6 separate regions of the Mus musculus genome follow, and regions 2, 3, 4, 5 and 6 are each linked to region 1. A link is a contact called in public Hi-C, HiChIP or PLAC-seq and Micro-C data. All regions are on one chromosome and are shown on one strand. Each heading gives the region's core, a stretch centred on a gene start, on an enhancer-like site or on the middle of the called end of the contact. The rest is flanking DNA. Distances are from core to core; before and after follow the strand shown. Region 1 overlaps Gm31889 (a long non-coding RNA gene). Region 2 holds the start of Lias (lipoic acid synthetase). Region 3 overlaps Gm43837 (a long non-coding RNA gene). Region 4 holds the start of Rfc1 (replication factor C (activator 1) 1). Region 5 overlaps Rfc1 (replication factor C (activator 1) 1). Region 6 overlaps Klhl5 (kelch-like 5).

What was found. Hi-C and Micro-C count contacts between places; a contact is called where the count stands out from the background. HiChIP or PLAC-seq counts read pairs in DNA pulled down with a chosen protein or histone mark.
Region 2: a contact with region 1 is called in a Hi-C map of cortical neurons, with 9 times the contacts expected there. The contact joins the promoter of Lias here to the enhancer-like site in region 1. A contact is called at or near these places in 3 of 39 promoter capture datasets (hippocampal neurons, liver and pre-B cells), 14 of 484 Hi-C or Micro-C datasets (B cells, the N1E-115 cell line, Th1 cells and 10 more), 7 of 115 datasets of contacts at active chromatin or transcription factors (astrocytes, bone marrow-derived macrophages, embryonic forebrain and 4 more) and 1 of 9 other capture datasets (liver).
Region 3: a contact with region 1 is called in a Hi-C map of the STO cell line, with 2.2 times the contacts expected there. The contact joins two enhancer-like sites. A contact is called at or near these places in 4 of 39 promoter capture datasets (the 3T3-L1 cell line, the C10 cell line, embryonic stem cells and 1 more), 2 of 15 datasets of contacts at CTCF or cohesin (the G1E-ER4 cell line and embryonic stem cells), 49 of 484 Hi-C or Micro-C datasets (the 3T3-L1 cell line, the AML12 cell line, B cells and 28 more), 15 of 115 datasets of contacts at active chromatin or transcription factors (the NIH/3T3 cell line, bone marrow-derived macrophages, craniofacial prominence and 8 more) and 2 of 9 other capture datasets (liver and macrophages).
Region 4: an H3K4me3 HiChIP or PLAC-seq map of pro-B cells shows a contact between it and region 1, with 2.9 times the contacts expected there. The contact joins the promoter of Rfc1 here to the enhancer-like site in region 1. A contact is called at or near these places in 4 of 39 promoter capture datasets (the C10 cell line, cranial neural crest and hippocampal neurons), 1 of 15 datasets of contacts at CTCF or cohesin (large pre-B cells), 1 of 484 Hi-C or Micro-C datasets (Th1 cells) and 5 of 115 datasets of contacts at active chromatin or transcription factors (bone marrow-derived macrophages, large pre-B cells, memory CD8 T cells and 2 more).
Region 5: a Micro-C map of brown adipocytes shows a contact between it and region 1, with 4 times the contacts expected there. The contact joins two enhancer-like sites. A contact is called at or near these places in 2 of 15 datasets of contacts at CTCF or cohesin (large pre-B cells and pro-B cells) and 5 of 484 Hi-C or Micro-C datasets (B cells, CD4 T cells, brown adipocytes and 1 more).
Region 6: an H3K27ac HiChIP or PLAC-seq map of heart atrium shows a contact between it and region 1, with 8 times the contacts expected there. The contact joins two enhancer-like sites. A contact is called at or near these places in 2 of 15 datasets of contacts at CTCF or cohesin (embryonic stem cells and large pre-B cells), 7 of 484 Hi-C or Micro-C datasets (the HL-1 cell line, adipose-derived mesenchymal stem cells, cerebellum and 2 more), 3 of 115 datasets of contacts at active chromatin or transcription factors (bone marrow-derived macrophages, embryonic stem cells and heart atrium) and 1 of 9 other capture datasets (embryonic stem cells).

What each region holds. Positions count from the first base shown.
Region 1 is chr5:64,882,951-64,886,332 of GRCm38.p6, forward strand. The region is part of intron 3 of Gm31889 (a long non-coding RNA gene); the gene reads left to right. Among named protein-coding and RNA genes, the nearest start is that of Gm31889, 5.1 kb to the left of the region's middle. Within about 2 kb of position 1,546, at least 181 of the 459 cell types and tissues checked have an H3K27ac peak or open chromatin away from gene starts, as enhancers often do. A contact at or near this core is called in B cells, the C2C12 cell line, CD8 T cells and 20 more, where this site is marked.
Region 2 is chr5:65,389,827-65,393,208 of GRCm38.p6, forward strand. Lias (lipoic acid synthetase) reads left to right here and starts at 1,671. Exons shown (of 11, transcript NM_024471.5): 1 at 1,671-1,847; 2 at 2,394-2,563. The coding sequence starts at 1,803. It overlaps Rpl9 (ribosomal protein L9), which reads right to left and starts at 1,605. Exons shown (of 8, transcript NM_011292.2): 1 at 1,550-1,605; 2 at 1,120-1,166; 3 at 913-1,028; 4 at 562-657. The coding sequence starts at 1,165.
Region 3 is chr5:64,386,918-64,390,299 of GRCm38.p6, forward strand. It overlaps Gm43837 (a long non-coding RNA gene), which reads left to right. Exons shown (of 3, transcript XR_003955925.1): 3 at 2,812-2,958. Among named protein-coding and RNA genes, the nearest start is that of Gm43837, 11 kb to the left of the region's middle. Within about 2 kb of position 1,749, at least 112 of the 459 cell types and tissues checked have an H3K27ac peak or open chromatin away from gene starts, as enhancers often do. A contact at or near this core is called in B cells, the C2C12 cell line, CD8 T cells and 6 more, where this site is marked.
Region 4 is chr5:65,333,736-65,337,117 of GRCm38.p6, forward strand. It overlaps Rfc1 (replication factor C (activator 1) 1), which reads right to left and starts at 1,904. Exons shown (of 25, transcript NM_001347357.1): 1 at 1,789-1,904. The coding sequence starts at 1,791.
Region 5 is chr5:65,277,656-65,281,037 of GRCm38.p6, forward strand. Rfc1 (replication factor C (activator 1) 1) reads right to left here. Exons shown (of 25, transcript NM_001347357.1): 13 at 1,802-2,159; 14 at 1,056-1,168. Among named protein-coding and RNA genes, the nearest start is that of Rfc1, 56 kb to the right of the region's middle. Within about 2 kb of position 1,811, at least 31 of the 459 cell types and tissues checked have an H3K27ac peak or open chromatin away from gene starts, as enhancers often do. A contact at or near this core is called in brown adipocytes, where this site is marked.
Region 6 is chr5:65,155,180-65,158,561 of GRCm38.p6, forward strand. It overlaps Klhl5 (kelch-like 5), which reads left to right. Exons shown (of 11, transcript NM_175174.4): 6 at 876-1,062. Among named protein-coding and RNA genes, the nearest start is that of Klhl5, 26 kb to the left of the region's middle. Within about 2 kb of position 1,887, at least 37 of the 459 cell types and tissues checked have an H3K27ac peak or open chromatin away from gene starts, as enhancers often do. A contact at or near this core is called in heart atrium, where this site is marked.

The sequences.
Region 1 (3,382 bases), core at 296-2,795:
CCAAATAGGTAAATCCACCAGCAGTTTAGACAGCACACGATACATAGCTGGTGCCCAGTAAAAGCCAGCTCTAATAATGAAGCAGTCCTTGGCTGGAGAGATGGCTCAGCGGTTAATAGCATTGACTGCTCTTCCACAGGTCCTGAGTTCAAATCCCAGTAACCACATGGTGGCTCACAACCACCAATAATGAAAACTAATGCCCCTTTCTGGCGTTTCTACAGCATTCACACACACACAAAATAAATAAATAAATATTTAAAAAATGAAAGCAGTCCTCACCCTTAAAGAGGGATCACTGTCTAGATAATCTCTGTTTGTTTTGTTTTGTTTTCTGGTTTTTTCAAAACAGGGTTTCTCTTAGTAGCCCTGGCTGTCCTGGAACTCATTCAGTAGACCCAGTGATCTTTTAACCCTCTAGGATAATTTAGTTTTAGAAACATGAAGGTGTAAGTGGGACGAAATTCCTGAATGTGTGCTACCACTTCTGATGAAGAAAACCCCTAGATCCACCGGCAGCTCTTCTGAATTAGGGGAGAGGGCACCGTTGGGAGAAGAACTGTGTATTTTCAATGGACACTGTGTGGAAAGAGACCGCAATGGCAGACCTCTGACTACTGCTCATTTTTTTCCTTTTGACCTTTACTGAGTTGTTCTGGTAGCTCATCCTCTTCAACGAACAAGTGTAACTACTGATGTGACCACAAGATGGCACTGTAATCCAAAATTTCACAGAGGAAACCCCCCCCCCCCCCCCCCGAAAAAAAACCCTAGGTTCTTTTAAAGCTTTCTTTCCCCCAGGGTTCCTGGAACTGTTGTGTACTGGCAAGTAGAGCAATCTTGCTGAAAGGAAAGCTCTGGTTCTGTAGGTCTGGGTTGAGCCTGAAATGCTGTGTTTCTAACAGGCTCTCAGATTAGCATCTTTTATTAACTCCATCCCTGGTTCTAGGCCAGTTTAGTTTTAATTTCTCTACTGTTACACCTGATCGGAAAGGAGGGAAAACTAAATTGATGGGGAAAGGACTATGCTCTCTGTCTTTAAGAGGCAATGGGGGGGGGGGGGGAGGAGGAGGAAGAGGGAGAGATAAGGAAACCTGGGCGGTCCAATCCCCAAGACCTGTTGCAGCACACACTGCGCCCCACTGCCACCCCAGCACTGACCAGCTGAGCAGGTGCTCTGGTCAGGGTGAGCTGTGCAGAGCGCAGGGTCCTTCTTAGACCTTTCTGGCACAAAGGATTTATTTGAGAATTCAGTACAGGGTTTACAGTAAACAATGCCAGGTTTTTCAGCTAGCACTCCTAAATTCTCCTGTCAAAAGCTAAGCTAGAGATGCCAGCAGAGTCCATACTGGAAAGAGCTAGCCACAGACCGTATGACTGAATGTTAGAGCAGGAAGAGCCGCTTTGCTGATGGCATTATTCTTACATGCACAATCGTTCTATTTTAATACATGAACTTCTGCTTTCCCAAGTGAGAAGGGCTCTCAGGGAATAGCACGTGAAGTGAAACCACTTCTTGTCCACTAGGGCCCTTTGACTCCAGGCAGGCCCTTGCTTCTTGGCAGACACAGGAGTGTGTAGGAGGGAGAGGAGGTTGTTATCAATGGTTCCTGCTATTCTTCTCTGGCAGACTCTGACTTTCTATTTTCTAGATTTGGTTTTTCTCTCCCACCCCCTCCCTCTCCCTCCCCTTCCCCTTCTCCTCCCCCTCTCCCCCTCCCCTCCCCCTTCCTGCCTCTCCCCCTCCCCCTCTCACTCCCCCCCTCCCCCTTCCTTCTCTCCCCCCTCCCCCTCCCCTTCCCCTCCCCCTCCCTCAACTTCCTGTGTAGCTGAGGATGCCCCTGAACTTCTGATACTCCTGACTCTCCTCTCCTAAGTCCTGGAATTATAGTCGTGTGCCACCGTGCTTGGTCGTGTGCTGCTGGCGATAAAACACAGCCCTTCTCAAATCCTAGACAGTCTAGCCCCTGGGTTCCATGCCCAGCTCCCATATCATTTCTTCCCATTTTGTTTCCTTAACATAGTTTAAAACAAAGTTATATGAATAGCTGGCTCTTGGCTATTTATCGGTCTAGTTTAACCTTCGTCCGGCTCCTTACTCAAAAGGCCACGGCTCCTACTTCTTGGAGGCCTAGAGTAAATTAACACTGGGGGTAATGTTCTCCTCTGTCTTCTCCCCCCCCCCCAATTTGCATAAAGCCTACAGCAGACAGTTCTCGCTGTGCACACACGGGGAAGTAAAACCTGGGCTTTTATCTGGGTGTTCTTGACTTCTCTCTAACTGTATGCATGAGCTGACACGTGAAGGGGTGGGGGTGGGAAAGTGGTTTCAGGGTTGGTCAGACTGGGTAAAAGCAGGGCATCTGGAGCTAAGGATATGGTATGCCCTCCCTGTTCTCCCTGGACGGTGAGGAGAGCTCTGTACACGAGCATCTCGCGGCAGACCGGCCCCAGCACACCCATGTGCAGTATTCACAAGTTTTTGTTTTGTTATTCAACATATTATAGGATTCCCATCAAAATATGATGGCTGAATTTTATTGCATGAAAATTGCAGACAATATAATCATTAATTATAAATTCAACATTAGGGCTGGTGAGATGGCTCAGCGGTTAAGAGCACTGACTGCTCTTCCAGAGGTCATGAGTTCAAATCCCAGCAACCAACCACATGATGGCTCACAACCATTCGTAATGAGAAACAAATTTTAAAAAACTCTATGGGCTGGAGAGCGCGGGCCCAGAGAGAGCAGGGCCAGAGAAAGAGGGAGAGGGAAGAAGAAATAAAATAAAATAAAATAAAATAAAAATAAATAAATATAATAAAAAAATAAATTCAACATCAGATTACGGGGTAAAGACATGCCATACCTTTTTAAAGTTTAGAGAGTTCTCAGCCACAGCTAATACCTCCACGGAGAGAATAGAACTTCATGAGCTTGAACCCACAGTGACACTAAATCAAGAATGACATTTCATCCCCTTTCAAGTTTCAGTGAAAGCTATTCAAGGAATTGAATAAAATTCCTTGGTAAAAGAGCTTGCCAGTCCCAAGATCAACTGGTCCCAACTGGCAGAGTAATTATTGTATTTTTATGTTTAAAATCACATTTATTTATTTATGTAGAGAACAGAAGATAACCTATAGGAGCCGGGTCTCTTTCTACCAGGTGGGTCCTGGGATCAAACTCAGGTGGTTAGGCTTGGTGGCAGTCACCTCCACTCACTGAGACAATTCATTGGCCCACAAGTTGTTTCACACTGAATGCTACTGGGTCACTGCCAGTGCCTTGTCTAAAACGAGTCACATAGCCATTGGGGCAGTGGGAGGGGGAGGGGAGGACTAATGATGTCAAGCTGCATAAACCAAATATTCTCCTCT
Region 2 (3,382 bases), core at 421-2,920, 510 kb after region 1:
AAGCTTTCTTTTACTATCTCATCCTTTGAGGGCATAAGATCCTCATTTTTGGCATTAGGCATCTGTGGAGTTACTACAGACACCACCAGATAATAAGTGACTCCAGACTAAACAAAAGGCCCAGTCCTCCCCAGGAGCAACAGGGTAACACGATCCAATAGGTATACAAAGTACAGCTTGTGTTTATAAAACAACACCTCTTCAGCATTAACTGTTTTGGGAGAAAGGATCTAGAACAGTAACTTCAGAGATGCACAAGTCAGATCTTTTTGTTTGTTTTTTTGAGACAGAGTATAACTCTGGCTGTCTTTTCTATCCATTGAGTCCCAAACATACCAGCCAGCAATCTCCACTATATGTATCTACCAACAAACAAAACCCCTGAAACAGAAGTAAAGGAGCCTGCCCAGCAAATTCCTGGGTCTGATCTGTGCTAACCCACCCCCAATATCTGAAAGTGCCTCCTTTGTAGAAGTACAGTCCATCCTGGCCCTAGACATTTATACACACCCAAGGAACCTCTTCCAAAGGGTTAAAGGGCAGAGTGGAGGGCTGACTTACCAGCGTGACACCCTTGATCATGTTCTGAACATGACTGCAGATGGTCCTGACGGTGGCCAGTTCCTTTCTGTTACCCCACCATTTGTCAACCCGGAGCTGAAACACAACAACTTTAGAATTAAAACACAGCACTTTTAGCTGGCGAGTACTAGCACGCAAAGCCATGTACAAATGCACCGTATGTCACACGCACAGGACACCAGAGGGACGACACACACACACCCAAGTTCACTCATAAAAGAACTGAGTCCGAGTAACCCACTCGGCCACGCATGGGGTGGGGGATTAACATCGGTTACCGGGTTTTGTTACAAGCAAGCACCCGAAGCATCGGAAGACACAAGTTCTTACCCTTTTCTTCTTCTTCCCAAGAAGACTCAGCTCCACGTTGATGTGATTGAAGTCCCTCCGCAGAGTCCCCCTGGGGCCCTTCACAATGACTGTGCGCCCCTTCAGAGTGATTTCGACTAAACGAGAAAGTGAACTGGTGAGACCATAGGCCGGGGTTTAGAGCATGCAGGAAAGCCGTCAGCGGCCGGCGGGGAGCCATCTACTCACCATTCTCTGGAATGTCCACAGTCTGATTGCTGAGAATGGTCTTCATCCTGAAACACAGACACCCGGGTGAGACGGCTGGGGCGGGGGACGCTCTACACCCGAGACCCGGCAGCGTTCCGCTCCCAACGGGAATCGCCAGCTACGAAAGCCGGCAACAAGGACCCAGGTGTGTCCGGGACAAGGACTGGACCGGGGGCCCCGGAGAAGAGTAAGGAAGCCCGGCTCGGTGCGCCATGGCGGAAGGGCTACGACCGAGATGGGCCTGAAAGCCCGAACGCCACTTCCAGCTCGCGCCACCAAGTCCCAAGGACGCACGTCGTGCTGGGGGACAGTCGGGACAAAGCCTTGGGGCATCGGCTCCATGCCGCCGGGGTCCCCAAACAGAGGATGGGTTCAGATTCCCGGGGCACCCGGTCCCTAAGCTCCTCACCTCGCAGTAGATGGGGCAAAGAGAGAACGTCTTTCGTCATCACGTTCTTGTAATCCGTCAGGGCCCTGCGTGTCGCGTCACGACCCGAGCGACGGCTTTAAGGCGGAACTACTCGATTGCCGAGCTAGTCGAGTCGCGCCGGTCGGCGACGACGTATCGCGTCATGACTCAAGCGACGAGTTGTTGGACGCGTCCGGTGCCGGGGGTGCTGTTCCCTCGATCCCTTGACACTCCTGAGACCTAAAAGAGGGGGATGGCTCTACGCTGCTGGGATACAGCTCGCAGCCTGGGGTCCCGGGTGAGCGGCGGGAACGCCATTGCTTATCCTAAGTTCAAAACTAGGGAAATTGTTCCAGATATCCTTTTTTTAAAAGCCCCGACAGCTGTGGCATATCTTAATTATTGCAAACTTGTTGACAACATATTTTAGTACCTGTTTTAGGAATAGAAGACATGAAAACGTGGCATGTTAAGTCACCCACTAAGGTTTTCTAACCTATATTTAGCGGTTAACTTTGATCTGCGTCCCACTTTTTTCCCCCATTTGTCATGGCTGAGCGTGCATCAGGGTCTCTGTAATCTAGGCTGGCCTGAAACTAAATTCTTAGACCAAAGACGACTCCTCACTCTGCCTCCTCTGAGAGCTGCATTACGTGTTTGAGCCGCCGTGACTTACGGTTCTTTCACCTTGAGTCTTTTTCAGGTTCTGATCTACGTAGTTTGAGCTCTTAAATCGTTTTACATAATTTCTGAATCAATTTCTTTAGCTTTGGTATTATAATGGGTTAAAACTAAATTATTTCAGAGTCTACTGAGTGAATGTTGTACTGAACCCTTTTTGTAGATATTTGGAAGATATGCGTTCACGGTTAGAGCATTAAGTTCTTTGCCAGATAAGAAAAAGGAATTTTTGCATAATGGACCAGACCTTCAAGATTTTGTATCTGGTGATCTTGCAGACAAGAGTACATGGGATGAATATAAAGGAAACTTAAAGCGCCAGAAAGGAGAAAGGTAATTGAACATTAGATTCCACTTTGACTTTGTGCATTGTTTGGTTTTGTTTGTTTGTTTGTTTGTTTTGGTTTTGATTTTTTGAGACAGGGTTTCTCTGTGTAGCCCTGGCTGTCCTGGAACTCACTCTGTAGACCAGGCTGGCCTCGAACTCAGAAATCCACCTGCCTCTGCCTCCCAAGTGCTGGGATTAAAGATGCACTGCCTGGCATTGTGCTTTTTTTTTTTTTTTTTTTTTTTTTTTTTTCTTTTTTAATCAAGCCTTGTAGGTTTTTCTGTACCCTTTGGCCATTTCTTCATCCTTTCCAAAATGACCATTTTATGCTGCCATATCCCATTTTATATCTAGCATCTAATTGAGAAAGTATAGGTTTTTCTCTTGATAGTTATTTTATTTATTTGGGTTTTTGGAGATGGTTTCCCTATGTAGCCCTAACTGCCCTAGACTTCTCTCTGTAGACCAAGCTGGCCTCAAACTCAGAGATCCATTTTCCTCTTCCTCCTGAGTGCTGCAATTAAAAGTGTGCACAACCACCACCTGGCTTACTTTATTGATTTATGCCTTCATATAGTTTTAATTGTTAATGGGTATTGATCATCTAACTTACTCTTTTGTTTGTTTGTTTGAGATGGGGACTCACTATTTGTTCTTGGCTAACCTGGAACTCTCTATGTAGGCCAGACTGGCCTCAAACTCAGAACTGAGATCCGCCTGCCTCTGCCTCCCAGGTGCTGGGATTAAAGGTGTGCACCTCCACATCCGGCTCAAACTTGTTTGCATGTAGCCTATGATTCCTTTATCTTAATTGTTTTTTAATG
Region 3 (3,382 bases), core at 499-2,998, 500 kb before region 1:
CTCTCCATTGAAGAACACGGATTTTCCCGTTCCCAGGAGTTTTGTTTGCAACTAGTTTGATGGTTAGGATTGGTCAGGAGTGGACTCCTCCACTTCCCTTTCTCCATCCTGGGCTCTTGTCTGATTTGTAACTATGCAGGTCTTGTTTGTATTGTTACAGTCTCTGTGTGTACATGTGTATCAGTTCTGGAAGACCCTGTTTAGGAAGGCATGTTTTTCATTCTCTCTTACAAAGGAAATTCTTTCAATGAGTCTGTACTTTCACACCGTAGAGCAGGGCGGGGTCTCACTTCCACTCCCATTTCCTAGTGCTGCAAGCAGCTTCTTGAAGGATGCTAATCTGTTTAACAGATTAGCTGCTTTGTCTATACTGGTTTTACCTCCAACTTTAGGTAAGTTTGTGTTTTGTGTTTTTTGTTTTTCTCTCTCAAACTGCATGTTTTCCCAAATTTTCCTGCTCGGAGTTTCCTGACTAAAAGCAGCCAAAAATGGCCCTGTACCAGCCTGAATGCTGTGAAGACTTGGAATTTTTTCAACCAAATAAATTGGCTCACTCTTTTAAAAACCAGCTTCAAAGCTGGATTGGTGGTGCACACCTTTAGTCCCAGCACTCAGGAGGCAGAGGCAGGCAGATCTCTGAGTTCGAGGCCAACCTGACCTGCAAAGTGAGTTCCAGAACAGTGGGGGCTACACAGACAAACCCTGCCTTGGAAACAAAACAACAGAAAAACCCAGCTTCACTTCAAAATTTAAAGACCTTAAAGAATACAGACAAATTCCTTCTGGAGATATAATAGAAATGACTTGAGATCTAATTCCCTATACAATCCCTGTCCTTGTCTGGAGCCTCTGAGCCTGTCCTTTGCCATCCGTGTTTCTGTCAGCATTCTGGGTCTTCTACATTTGGACCAGAATCATCCATTACATTCACAGCATGTCAGGGCTTCTCCAGTCCACTGCCCCAAACTTCCAAATTCCTTCCACAAATCATCTGCCAAAGTCTAAGCAGGATGACTTTGGGGTGTTCATAGAAGTCACCCTACTTCTCTGCTATCTGTTTTCTGTGTTTGTTACTTGAATATCACTCTGACCACTATCTCCAACAGAAATGGTAGAGGAGAGAGATGGTGGAGGAGAGAGATGGTGGAGGAGAGAGATGGTGGAGGAGAGTTTATGTTGGTTCTCGGGTTCAGAGGTTTCAGCTCATCACAGCAGGGAGGGAGTTGCAGAGCTCATGGCTGTCAGAGGAAGTTCTCAAGAGGCTCCATCTGCAGGAAGCAGAGAGCAGTCTCTGGAGGCCCTTTATTGAGTGATCACTACAGTCTATCGAAAGCTTTGCATTCTCTGCCCTTCCCTTCTCAATACCACATCTGACATAGGCAGATCCCAGCCAAGAGTGTGTTGATTAAAGTTTGTGTTTGGGGACTGAACACATGACTCCATAAGCAAGAGCGTTAAAAGACCAGAATTGGATCCCATGATGCACATAAAAAGCCAGGCATGGCTCTATGTGCACCTCTAACCCCAATGCTGAGAAGGGGGCTGGTGGAGAAGCAGAGACATACCATTCCACTTTGTGCTCCCGGCCGGTCACACACTTCCAGTCACCCACCAAGGGACTCTTTCATTGGCGAATGAAAGATACACACACACTAGCTTGTTTTTGAAATGCTGTGATTAGCTCAAAGGTTAGGCAGTGCTAAGCCTTTGCCTGCTACCCCAGGCCCAATAGGGAAGTGGGCAGTGGCCACTTACCAGAATTCTTACACTGCTCAGAGGCTCTCTCTGCCACAGCTCTAAATCTGAGCCATCTCTCAACTCATCTCAAGCCATCTCAGGCAATCCTCTGTCTCCACTTCTCTATCCCAAGCCCTCGCAAATCTAAGTGTCCCGGTCCATCTCCTTTTGCCCAACCATTGACTGCTAGCATCTTTATTGATCAATCAAAAACCAATTGGGGACAAGGTCCTTCAGCATTTGGACACACAGATTCCTGATTAAATCAAAGCATTAGAACCAATCCTCAATACATCAGTCCAGACACAGGTTCAGAGACCCTGTCTAGGAGGAATAAAAAGGAGAGTAATGGGACAAGATCCCAGGTGTCCTTATCTGACTTCTGCCTACATGCATAGATAGACATGTACACATGAACATACATGTGCACATACACGACACACAGATACAAAAGCCATGTTTTTCTTTAGTCTCAAAAAACCCTGAAAAATCCCAGAGGCTGCAAGTTGCTCCTGCTTGAAATCCATGGAGATCACTAAGGCTTCTCTGAGTCAGCTAGGAGTCTGAATGAGCTCAGAAAACCAGGAGCTAACTGTGAGGAGGTGGTAGGGAGGGGGTGTCAGGGTGGGAGGGTTGCCACTAGCTTCTGCAGGGGATGGGGAAGAGGAGAGAGTGGGGAGAATGGAAGGAGGGGACCATCCAGCAGCTGGCCCAGCTGTGTGGCCTGTGCTGTCCTCCCTTTCTGGCCCTCAATTGCTCTTTGAACAGCTCTGCATTTATGGCCACTTGGACAAGCCCCGGCATTGTTTGCCTCTAGTATCTAAGGTCAGAGGCCTTAGAGGAATGGCATGGTTCTATTTCCTTAAATAGTGACTTGGGAATGAAATGAGTAAGCGTGTCTTTAATTAGCCATACCCCAGAGGCCTGCGGGGGTGGGGGGGTCTGGTAGATGGTGGGCCCCCTGCCAAGATCAGCATTGTGAGGCTGGTATTTGGTCCAGGGTGTGGGGGGGGGGGGAGGGTTCAGTGCTATGCATTATTTACCCTCCCTCCTCATCTCCTATTGTCCTATCAGCCTCAACTCCAATTCTGTCCCCATGTCAACATGAAGGATGCCCCGGAGCTGGAGAGAGGAAAGAAGGGAGCCCTTTCTGAGCAACTACCACAGCCTAGGCACTGTGCCAGACACTGGAAAGGGCAAGGTCAAAGATGGAAGGATCGTGCGGAGGTGAGCCAATGAAGGCTGAGCCCAGGCCACCTAGTCCCACAGTGGTGATGCAGTTAAAGCATAAGGGTCCCTGGCACCAGGGGAGGTTTCAGAATTGCTGTATCCCCTTTACTGCATTTTTCACACTCTGTAACCACACCACAGAGCCACCCCTGCTACAATCTCCACCCTGTTTCTTTCTGTTGCTTCCAGAACCTGCCTGGGTTCTCTTTCCTCAAAACCTCCAGGGGGCTGCTAGGCATCTCTACACTCTTTCTTTCTTCTCTCTCTGAGAGAAAATCCCTTTCCAGCCTCCCTCTGCTTACAGCTACCTTTCCTTCTGTTTCTTCAGTTCTTGTTGTCGATGTCACAGAAAAGAAAATGATCATTCAGAAAGAACAAAGGGAGGAGGCAAAGGAGCCTGCAAAGGAGATGCTGA
Region 4 (3,382 bases), core at 654-3,153, 450 kb after region 1:
GACCCTGTCTCAAAAAAACAAAACAACAACAACAACCACGAAGAACTTGGGAGGCTTGAGATGTGTCCAGTGATTGGGAGCACTTGCTGCTCTTGCAAAGGACCTGGCTTCAGTTTCCACCACCCACGTGATGGTTCACACCCATGTATGACGCCAGTACCAGGGGACCCAATGCCCTCTTCTGACCTTCTTGGGACCAGGGCTGCATGCACTGCACATACACGCATGCAGACAAAACACTTGTACACGTAATTTATTCAAAACAGGATTTCTCTGTGTAGCCTTGGCTGTACCGGAACTCACTCTGTAGAGCTGGCTGGCCTCAAACTTATAGAGATCCACCTGCCTCTGCCTCCCAGGTGCTGTGATTAAAGTCATGCACCACCAATGAACTGGAGAGGTATGACTGAAGAGATGTCTCAGGAGTTAGAGTACTTGCTGCTCTTTCAGAGGACATGAGTTCAACTCCAATTCCAAAGGGTTCAACACCCTCTTCTGGCCTCTGATGGCATCAGGCATGCATAGTCACAGAAATATACTCAGACACAACATACACGTTACAAGTCAAATAAGAATGTATTGGACTTGGGGGCTGAACAAATGGTTCAGTGGTTAAGAGTGCATATTGTTCTTTGCAGAGACCCTGACTTCCAGAACTAACACCCACAGAAAGCAGCTCAAAACCACCTGTAACACCACCTCTGGAGGATCTGACACACTCTTCTGGCTACCATGGGCCTTCAAACATATGTGTGCATACACAAACTATGTGTGCATATACAAACACAGATACACATAACTAAAATAAGAATAAATATTTTCCAAAACAACACTTCAGATGAATTTCTAGACGGTATTTAAAGCAAACTCACATATTATCCCGAAAATAAAAAGGCCGACTCTGGGTGGCTACCATCACTATCTTTTTTCCCCAAAGAATAAAAAACAGAGAGCTGAAACTTTTTCCAGTTTGGTGTAACACTTTTCTCCCCTGCATGCTGGTGTTCTGACAAGCTTAAGAATAATAAAAGTGTGTGTAAGTGTGATTGTTAAATATCTTGTAGATTAGCTGAACATCTTCAGTGGTCCAGTAAATTAAAAATTATTTCCAACTTGTATCTGTCTCCTATGCCAGGGACTTTCAAACAATTTCACTTTCAAACTATTTGAATGTCCACTACATTGAATTATTGAAGTTGGAACTGAGGTTTAAAAAAAAAAAAAACTACTTATCGTAACAGGTGATAAGAGATGACAGCTGTCAAATACAGAACATCCGTCTGTACTCGCCGTGTTTTTATTCCTGGTAAACCAGGATCCGCTCAACTCCTATAAATTATTCTAAACAAAATAAACAAATAAACTTCCTTGTGTCACAGCTGACACTCGCTTCCAGGAAGCTGATTCAAGCTGAAGGCCCGAGCAAACTTCTCCCTGCGAAAGCCAAGTGTGACATTCTTCCACGCAAAGCTTGAAGTCGGGACTTTAGGAAGCACTCCAACAGAGATGATTTGGGACAAGGCTGTACACGAAAGTAACTTTTAACGCCCCGTCCAAATCAACTTTCTTCTTCCTTCCTCCCTTCCCCCAAGAGTCGGGGGGGTGGGGATGTGAAATTGCCGCGTAGCAGCCACCTCCCTGCAGCTGCGTCCCTGGTGCGCCCCGCACCCTAAGCCGGGCCCCTCGGAGCCCTCTGCATCGTCCTCCCCATCCCGCACCGCGGCGGCGCCCCGTTCACACCCCCGCCTGCAAAGCCTCTGTAGCTGCACGGCCTCCCGGGCGGCTCACCATCGCAGCCCCACGACCGAACAGGAGCAGGTGGGCAGGCCCGTGGCTGGGGTAATTCGTTATCGGGGCTCGGGATCCATTGGCGCCAACAACTTCTCCCGCGAAGTAGCAGAAGCGCGGGCGGCGGCGCGCGGCGATGACGTCGGAGGCGCGCGTTCCCCGCGGCCCCGCCCCGAGGCGGGAGCTGCGCACTGGGTGCAGGACCACAGCCCTAGCAACCGGAGGGTTGCTACCTTGTAGGACGGCGAGTGCGCGTGCGATCGTGGCCGGGAGACGCCCAATTTGGGATCTGAGGCTGACTTCCTCTAAGCCGGGTTCCCAGGTGGCTTCCTTCCTGCAGTACACGCACGTGCTGCAAGGGCAGTGCTCTGTAGCCGCTTCCAGAAGTTCTTACTGCCACCACGGTAGGATGAAGTGTATTCGATGCGCCCCGCAAAGGTCAACTGTTCTCATCAAACTTTACACTGATTTATTTTATTTTTAATGTTTGACCTATTGATTTTGGCTCAAACTAACAGACCCTTAGTGAATGGACATTTTTTTTAACTTTTTAATACATTTATCTATTGAAGATGGAATGACAAGCTGTGGTCAGAGAACAACTTTCAGGGAACCTTCCATCACGTGGGTATATGTTTGCATTTAACGGACTGTTTACAGTAAAGGCATTTTGTTTGTTTGGGGGGGTTGTTTTTCTGAGGCAGAAGATCATGTGACTTGTCCAGGTCCCAAACTCCTTATGTAGCTGAGAATGACCTTGAACTTCTGATTTCTCTACTGCCTCCCAAACGCTGAAATCTCAGATATATGCCAACACTCCTGCTTTACACGATGCAAGGGATCAAACTCAGAGCTACTGTGAATGCATGCAACCAACTGGGCAACCCTCAGCCCCAATGTCTTTGCTCTAAAACTACCAAGCTAAGAGAACTAGCCCCCGGGACTGGAGAGATGGCTCAGCGGTTAAGATCACTGACTGCTCTTCCAAAGGTCCTGAGTTCAAATCCCAGCAACCACATGGTGGCTCAAAACCATCCGTAATGAAATCTGATGCCCTCTTTTGGAGTGTCTGAGGTCAACTACAGTGTACTTACATATAATAAATAAATCTAAGAAAGAAAGACAGGAAGGAAGGAAGGAAGAAAACTAGCCCCTTAATTCCTTCCTAAAGCTTCATTAAGTCTCTTAAAGAATAGTCAAATCTTTGACATAACCAAGACACGCCCACACAGGGGAAAAAAAAAAAAAAAACAAGAAAAGATTTAGGATAAGCAAGCTTTGGAAGCTGCTCTTGCTATGAAACTCTAGTGGGCCTGCCTCCACCACCCCACTGCTGGGATTATAGGGGTGGTAGCCCACACCTGGCCAGCAAGTTTCCTATGAGTAAATGAGCAACCTGGTTGTGGAATAGAAATTAACAATTGCATATAACTTTAAGAGAAAACGTGACTATCAAAGAATTTAGTGTAGAGGGCAGTATCAAACTTTGGCCTTGAACTTTGAAATCTTTTTCTAACCACTTCTTGTTGGGTCTTGTCATTTTATGACACCATATCTACTGGGAAAGACAGTAAAGCCTTCAGGAATACAAGAG
Region 5 (3,382 bases), core at 561-3,060, 390 kb after region 1:
GAGTTTGGTTTTAAAACCACAGCTGGTAAGCTATGTATGGTGGCTCATGCCAGGGTATCAGACCACCTGCCTGTATCATAGTGGGTGTATTCAAATAACCCTTACTTAATAATGGCTGTCTTAGTTAGGGTTTCTATTGCTTTGATGAAACACCATGACTGAAAAGCAAGTTGGGGAGGAACGGGTTTATTTGGCTTACACTTCCATATCACTGTGGATCACTGAAGGAAGTCAGGACAGGGACACATACAGAGCAGAATCCTGGATTCAGGAGCTGATCCAGAGGCCATAGAGGGTCTGCTGTCTGTCCTGCTAAGCCTTTCTTATAGAACCCAGGACCATCAGCCCAGGGATGGCCCAACCCACAATGGGCTGGGCCCTCCCCCACTGATCACTAATTGAGAAAACGCCTTACAGCTGGATTTCACAGAGGTATTTCCTTACCTGAGGCTCCTTCCTTCTAAGGTCTGGCTTATGTCAAGTTTACACAAAACCAGCCAGTACCGTGGCCCTAGACAGTAAGAGGGGGAGGCAAGGAGGGTGCCAGGACACAGGAGGCAGACTAACTATATGAAGTGGCACTGCTGCAGGGCACGGTGCACAGGGCTCTGTACCACCTGCAGCCACGGCATCTCCTGAGCGCCTAGTAACACATCCTCCACCTATAAGGGAAAATGGATGTTTTTATAATAGCCAATTCAATAACAGGTTTAAGGTGGGGTTTGTTTTTTTTTTCTTTAATTTTCTTTAGATTTTTTTTAAAAAGACTTGTGTCCTGGAACTTACTATGTAGACTAGGCTGGCCTTGAATTAACCTCGAGATTCACCTGCTTCCTCAATGCTGGGATTATAGGCATGCACTACCACACCCAGCCAGAATAATAGCATTAAAAAAAAAAAAAAAAAGAAGTGACAAACACCACTAAAGCCAAAGAAAATTCTAAAGTTTGACTTTAGAAAAATATACACTGTAGATTAACACAGACACACACACACGCACACACACACACACACACACACACGAGCTGATCACTGCACTATGACAGGGCACCCACCTGACACACAAGAGAAGCTGTAGTGGTTTTGCCAACACCTGGAGGGCCAGACAGCAGAGCTGCCTTGAAACTGGAGCCATCATCTTTGCTGGCAAGTTTGCCAAACTTTGCTGCTAGGGAAGAGAAGTTCCAGAGCATTAACATGCACCATATTTCAGACACTCCAGATCAGAAGGAACCATTTATGAACTGCCCGAGAGCTTTGCAAAGCAGAGAGGAGAGTGCAGACCAAAAGCAAATGGCAATGTAATGAGGCTGTAGGTCACTGTGCCAGTGCTTACCTCAGCTTCTTCCAGTTTCCTTAAGGGCCCTGGGCATTCTCTCTCTCACAGGCCTTCAGACACTGGCACTGGTTGTTCCTCCAGCCCAATACCACACCCATCTCCCTTAGCCCAGCTGTCTGCTACCTGGACTCCAAGGTCGCTCCAGGGCTGAGCGCTCACACCCTCTTCCTTGACTACACACCAGCATCCCCAGAGCTAGCTCCCTGTACTTACCCTACAAAAGCACTTGGCACATGCATTTTAACAGCTGGCTCATAATCTCCCCACTCTCTGGGGGCCCCTGAAGGGCCTGCTTTGTTCACAGAAGCACCACCAGGGCCTAGAGCACTTGGGCACTCAACAAGCCTCGATAAATACTTGATGACAGGCAAATGAACCATGCATGAGCCTTTGGCCATGAATACAACTGAGCACTACATATGTTGACAGACACACAGAAAATGACTAAAGTTGTGAAATCACCATGTTTTTTCTCTTCAGGAGAACTCTTGTGCCAGTTTCTGAGCCAACGTAGTAATTTGTTGGCACAGCTCTGGTCACCCTGCTGTCCGATTATGTTCTTGAGTGAGGCGGGCTTGTACTTATCCACCCAGAGCAGACATTCCTCTTTGTTGCTACTGCGGTTGCCATGTGTCTCCTTGACATCCAGGCCCCTTGGGCACGTGCTTGCCTCCTTCTTCACTGCCTTCATAGGACTGTTCTTTAGGAGAGTCAGCTTGCACTTTTTAGACTCTGACTCCTTCTTGGCTGGACTAATTTTTCTTTTTCCTTGATCATTTTTTTGGGGTGTTCGCTCCAATTTGGACTTTTCTTTCTTCATCTGCAGGGGAAATCAAAAAGGCCTGATGAAACACAGAAGATTCCTGTCCTGCCACACACTCCCCAGAGGCAAACTGACACAGCCAAGTGACTGGGCTGCTGTCACAATGGGCTATCAGTGTCTGCAGTCACCATTTTCCAAACTTCACAAACATTAACAACACGCCCAGAAAGCCAATACAGTCATCATTTTTAAAATAAAGACAGGATCATGAGGTAAACAACTTGCTTTAAAGCTTCTTGACTACGTAAAACCAACGTCTCCTCTAAAACGCACATATACAACGTCACAGCAGTGCTGTGTTACATGGTGCACATGCGCATTACAGCCATAAAAGAAGAGCCCAAACATCCACTGGGGAACTCAGCATAAACAAAAAATGACTGAGATCCACCCAATGGAATATTATTTAACTATAAAAAGGAATGGATACTAATATATACAACTTGGTTCGCCTAGAAACCATTACAGAAAATAAAAGGGCTAAAACCAGAAAATTTTACTTATACAAAATGTCCAAAATAGGTAAATCCTTAGAACAGAGCATAGTGGCCACCAGGCAGAGGGTATGACAAGCGACTATCATTAAGTATAGGATTTCTTTTTGGAGGTAATGACAGAGTCTGGAATGAGATGCAGTAACTGGGTCAACAAGATGGCTCACTGGGTAAAGGCACTTGCCACCAAGCCTACTGACCTAACTTCAATCCTCAAAACCCTCACTGTGAAAGGACAGAACCAACTCAAGGAAGATGTCCTCTGACCTTCACATGTACCCAGACATAAATACATGTAGTCAATAATAAATAAATGTAATTTTTTAAATTGTATGTACATTGCTGTTCTGCCTCCATGTATGAGTAGGGTCCCTGGAGCTGGAGTCACAGACAGTGTCACTCAGTTGCCATGTGAGTGCTGCAAATTGAACCTGGGTTCCCTGAAAGAGGAGCCAATGCTCTTAACTGCTGAGCCACTTCTTTAGCCCCCTAAATAAATGTAATTTTTTAATTAAATACTAATGATCACTGCACAGGTATGAATTACATTTTTTAAAAAGCGAGTTTAAAAAAATGGAAATAATATCTTAATTTCTAAAACAGTTAAACGCCTTCCAGCAATGCTAGAACTTATTATAACTACCTAGTTAGGGCGGAGGTTTCTGGAGATATAAGGTAACTATCCACTCAGCAAAGCTATAAGCTACAGAGCAGAAAGTCTTCTCA
Region 6 (3,382 bases), core at 637-3,136, 270 kb after region 1:
TTTCTTCTCCAGCAAAACATAAGAAAGAAAGAAAGAAAGAAAGAAAGAAAGAAAGAAAGAAAGAAAGAAAGAAAGGAAGGAAGGAAGAGAAGAGAAGAGAAGGAAGAAGGAGAGAGAAAGTTTTTTTTAAAAAACAGAAAAAATAAAATGGCAATAAAAATAATTACATATATAAGAATAGATTTAACAAAATGAAGGGAAAGACAGTAAAGAAAGTGATACAAGTGAGAAGGCTCCTTGAACAGAAAGACCTAATATCACAAAATGTGTATTCTCCATAACTAATAAAAGAACTTAGCACCATTCACACCAGAAAGCCAAGAAAATAAAGATAACTAGATGACTCTGTCTTAAACCAACATGGAAAACTAGACCTCAAATAGCCAAGAAAACTGTGAAACTTGATGAGAGGGAGACCAAAATATCAGATTTCAGAGCATGCAGTAAAGACACCAATAATCTGGGGCAGCTCTTGCCTATAGCCTCAGCACCTGTGAGCCCAAGTTCAGAGTCAGCCTGGGACACATAAGAGTTCAAAGCCAATATGAGTTCCTACATCAGAAACAACAGAAACCGGGCAGGGGAGGGTGATAAATGTCTTTCATCCCTGCACTCATGAGGCAGGGGCACTCATGAGCCCATGGTGGTGATTGCTGCCTGCAATTTCACTGTGTGAGATACTGAAGCAGGAGAATCAGGGGGCCATGGCTAGCCTGCTGTACATCATGGATTCTGGACCAACCAGGGCCACATAGTAAGACCCTGTCTCAAAAATGAAGTAAAATCCTAGAAATAAACAGACCAGCAAAATGCAGTAGTGAACTAAAAAGTATATTTACATGTCTTCATTGTCTGTATACCCTGCTCTCTTCTAGTTCCTGGCAGACATGGAAAACAATGCACTTTTCCGGGATGACATTGAATGTCAGAAACTCATCATGGAAGCAATGAAGTACCATTTATTACCTGAGAGACGACCCATGTTGCAGAGTCCTCGGACAAAGCCTCGCAAGTCAACTGTTGGAACGTTATTTGCAGTTGGAGGGATGGATTCAACAAAGGGTATTGGGAGATCGTTGATCTAAAGGAACAGAGGGTAACCAGTAACACTACCAAGAGGCCCGGTGGAGAAGTGACTGGTTGAGGGACAAGGACAGGAAAAGATGAGACCAGAAAGCACCTTAGTGGCAGAAAATATTCAAGGCATGGTAAGAGGCAGATCAAAAGGTAGAGAAGACATCTTGTTGGGAGTTTCCATTGAGTTTAAGTAACTTGAGCATCATAGTAAGTAATTACTGTAAAAGAAGCTAACGTCAAATCAGAGTCTCCGTGAGTTCACAGAGACACAGATGGAAAGGAAAGCTGTTTCTTTCATGGTGCCAACTGATAGAGACAGATGAGATTAGGAAGAGGTAACTAGCTACTTTAGGCTAGGGATCTAGCTCAGTAAGAACACTTCACTCCACATAGATGACTTTTAAAAAGAATCGTTTTCTCTGAGGAAGATCTGCTGAAATATTTAGGGCCACGGGGTCATCATTTCTGTGATTTTTACTCTTAAACAATTAAGAAAAGATTCATGAATACATACATACATATATAGAAATGAAAGCTAAACACAAATATTTGAGTTACAAACTTGGATTCTGTGAACAGTTGTTCCTAGAGGTTGAAGACCATGCATGGTGCTATTGGCTGTCAGTTGTTATGGGGCCTTTCTGTACACCTGACCTCTGCCCATCCTCCTGCAGTGGTGCCTGCAACCCTGACAGAAGTCACACAGTCTCAGCTCATCCTGGTTCTGCTCTCAGCCCTGTTCCAGCCCCGTCTAATGTGCACCATAGGCATGCAGTGCCTGTGGGAGCCAGAAGAGGGCAGTAGATCCTGCACCCTCCCTATGCTCCCAGTCATTCTGTGGGTGCTAGGAATTGAAGCTAGGCGCTCTTAACCACTGTGCTGTCTCTCCACACACACCCACAAACTTATAGATGCATATTTGTATTACTAGTTTAGATTCTTAAATTTTGGCTTTCCAGTTTATAACAGAAGTCTACAAAAAACAAAAAAAAAAAACAAAAAAAGCTTGAAAATTCATCAATGGAAAAAGATTTTTGTTTGATGGAAGGCGATTTTTTATTTTATTTTATGGACACTTTAAAGTCATGGTTGGAGTGAAGAATCAAACAAATCCATACAATCTTGATACTTTACACACATGTATATAATCTGAATGAATAAAATATCATTATTGCCATATATTACAAAGAAAGGCTATGCAAAGTAAAAAGTATTTTTAAACCAGCTAGTGTTTAGAAGGGATTGATTCTGTGTAGTTCTGGGAGAATACAAGATGGAACGGGAGTTGGTGTCAGTCTCAAAAGCCTTAGCCTGTGTAGGGTAAGTAAACACAGCGCCGGGTGTGGAGCCAGCCGGACGGTCTGGTTTTAGGTTCAACAGTAGTAGCTCTGATGCTGATTTTACAAGCCTGAGGAGTAAGTGTCCACTGCGACTGCAGTCCTTTATAATGCTAGAACAGGCTGGTAAATTATCAGCTTAGAAAAAGACTCGATCTCTACGGAAGTGCGAGTTAGATTTTTTTTTAAGTGAGATACTTTCTTTCACTTTTTCCTAAATCTCTGCTGTTGCTGTTCCACATCTTGAAAGAGAGCAAAAGAGCTCTGGAATTTTCCATGGTAAACCCCATGGGTAGTAACTCCCTTCACTTCCGGCAGAATGGTTCCCAGGCGACCTTTGTCCTTCCTCCTTGCCGTGCCCCCTCCCTTGCGTGGTGTCAGCCCCACTCCGCCCGTTTTGTTGTTACTGTTCTTTCTTCCAGAACCTCACATAATAATTGTCTCCCTTATCTCCTGGGTCAGCGGTTTCCTTCCCCTAGACCTTTCCATTGACTTCTATAAACAACCCAACAATCCGATCCCAAAAGGGAGACAGCCTCCCTCAGCTTGTCCAAGAACCCTGTCTGCACTGTGGCCAGCCTTCTCAGAATGATCCCCTGTGGCTCCCTCCCTGCACTTCCGCCAATTGCTGAGCGTCTTCCTGGCCTCTTTGAACAAAGAACGTCCCCTGCTGGATGTTTTAATGCTGGGCCTGGAGTATGCCAGGGAGAATGATGGGAGAAAAGGTCATGGCACAGGCGAGGGCCGTACTGCAGGGGCTTCATAAGATAGCATAAAAGTATTGCTGTCGATGCTCGAAGAAACCTTTATACTTTGGGGCTAGGGAGATGACTCCACTGTTAAAGTGCTTCTCCATGCAAGCAAGAGGACCTGAGTTCAAATCCCCAGAAACCATATACACAGCTGGCACACTTGTGTGATCCCAGGGCTGGGGAGGCAGACAGGTGGATTGCTGGAGCCCCTCGCCA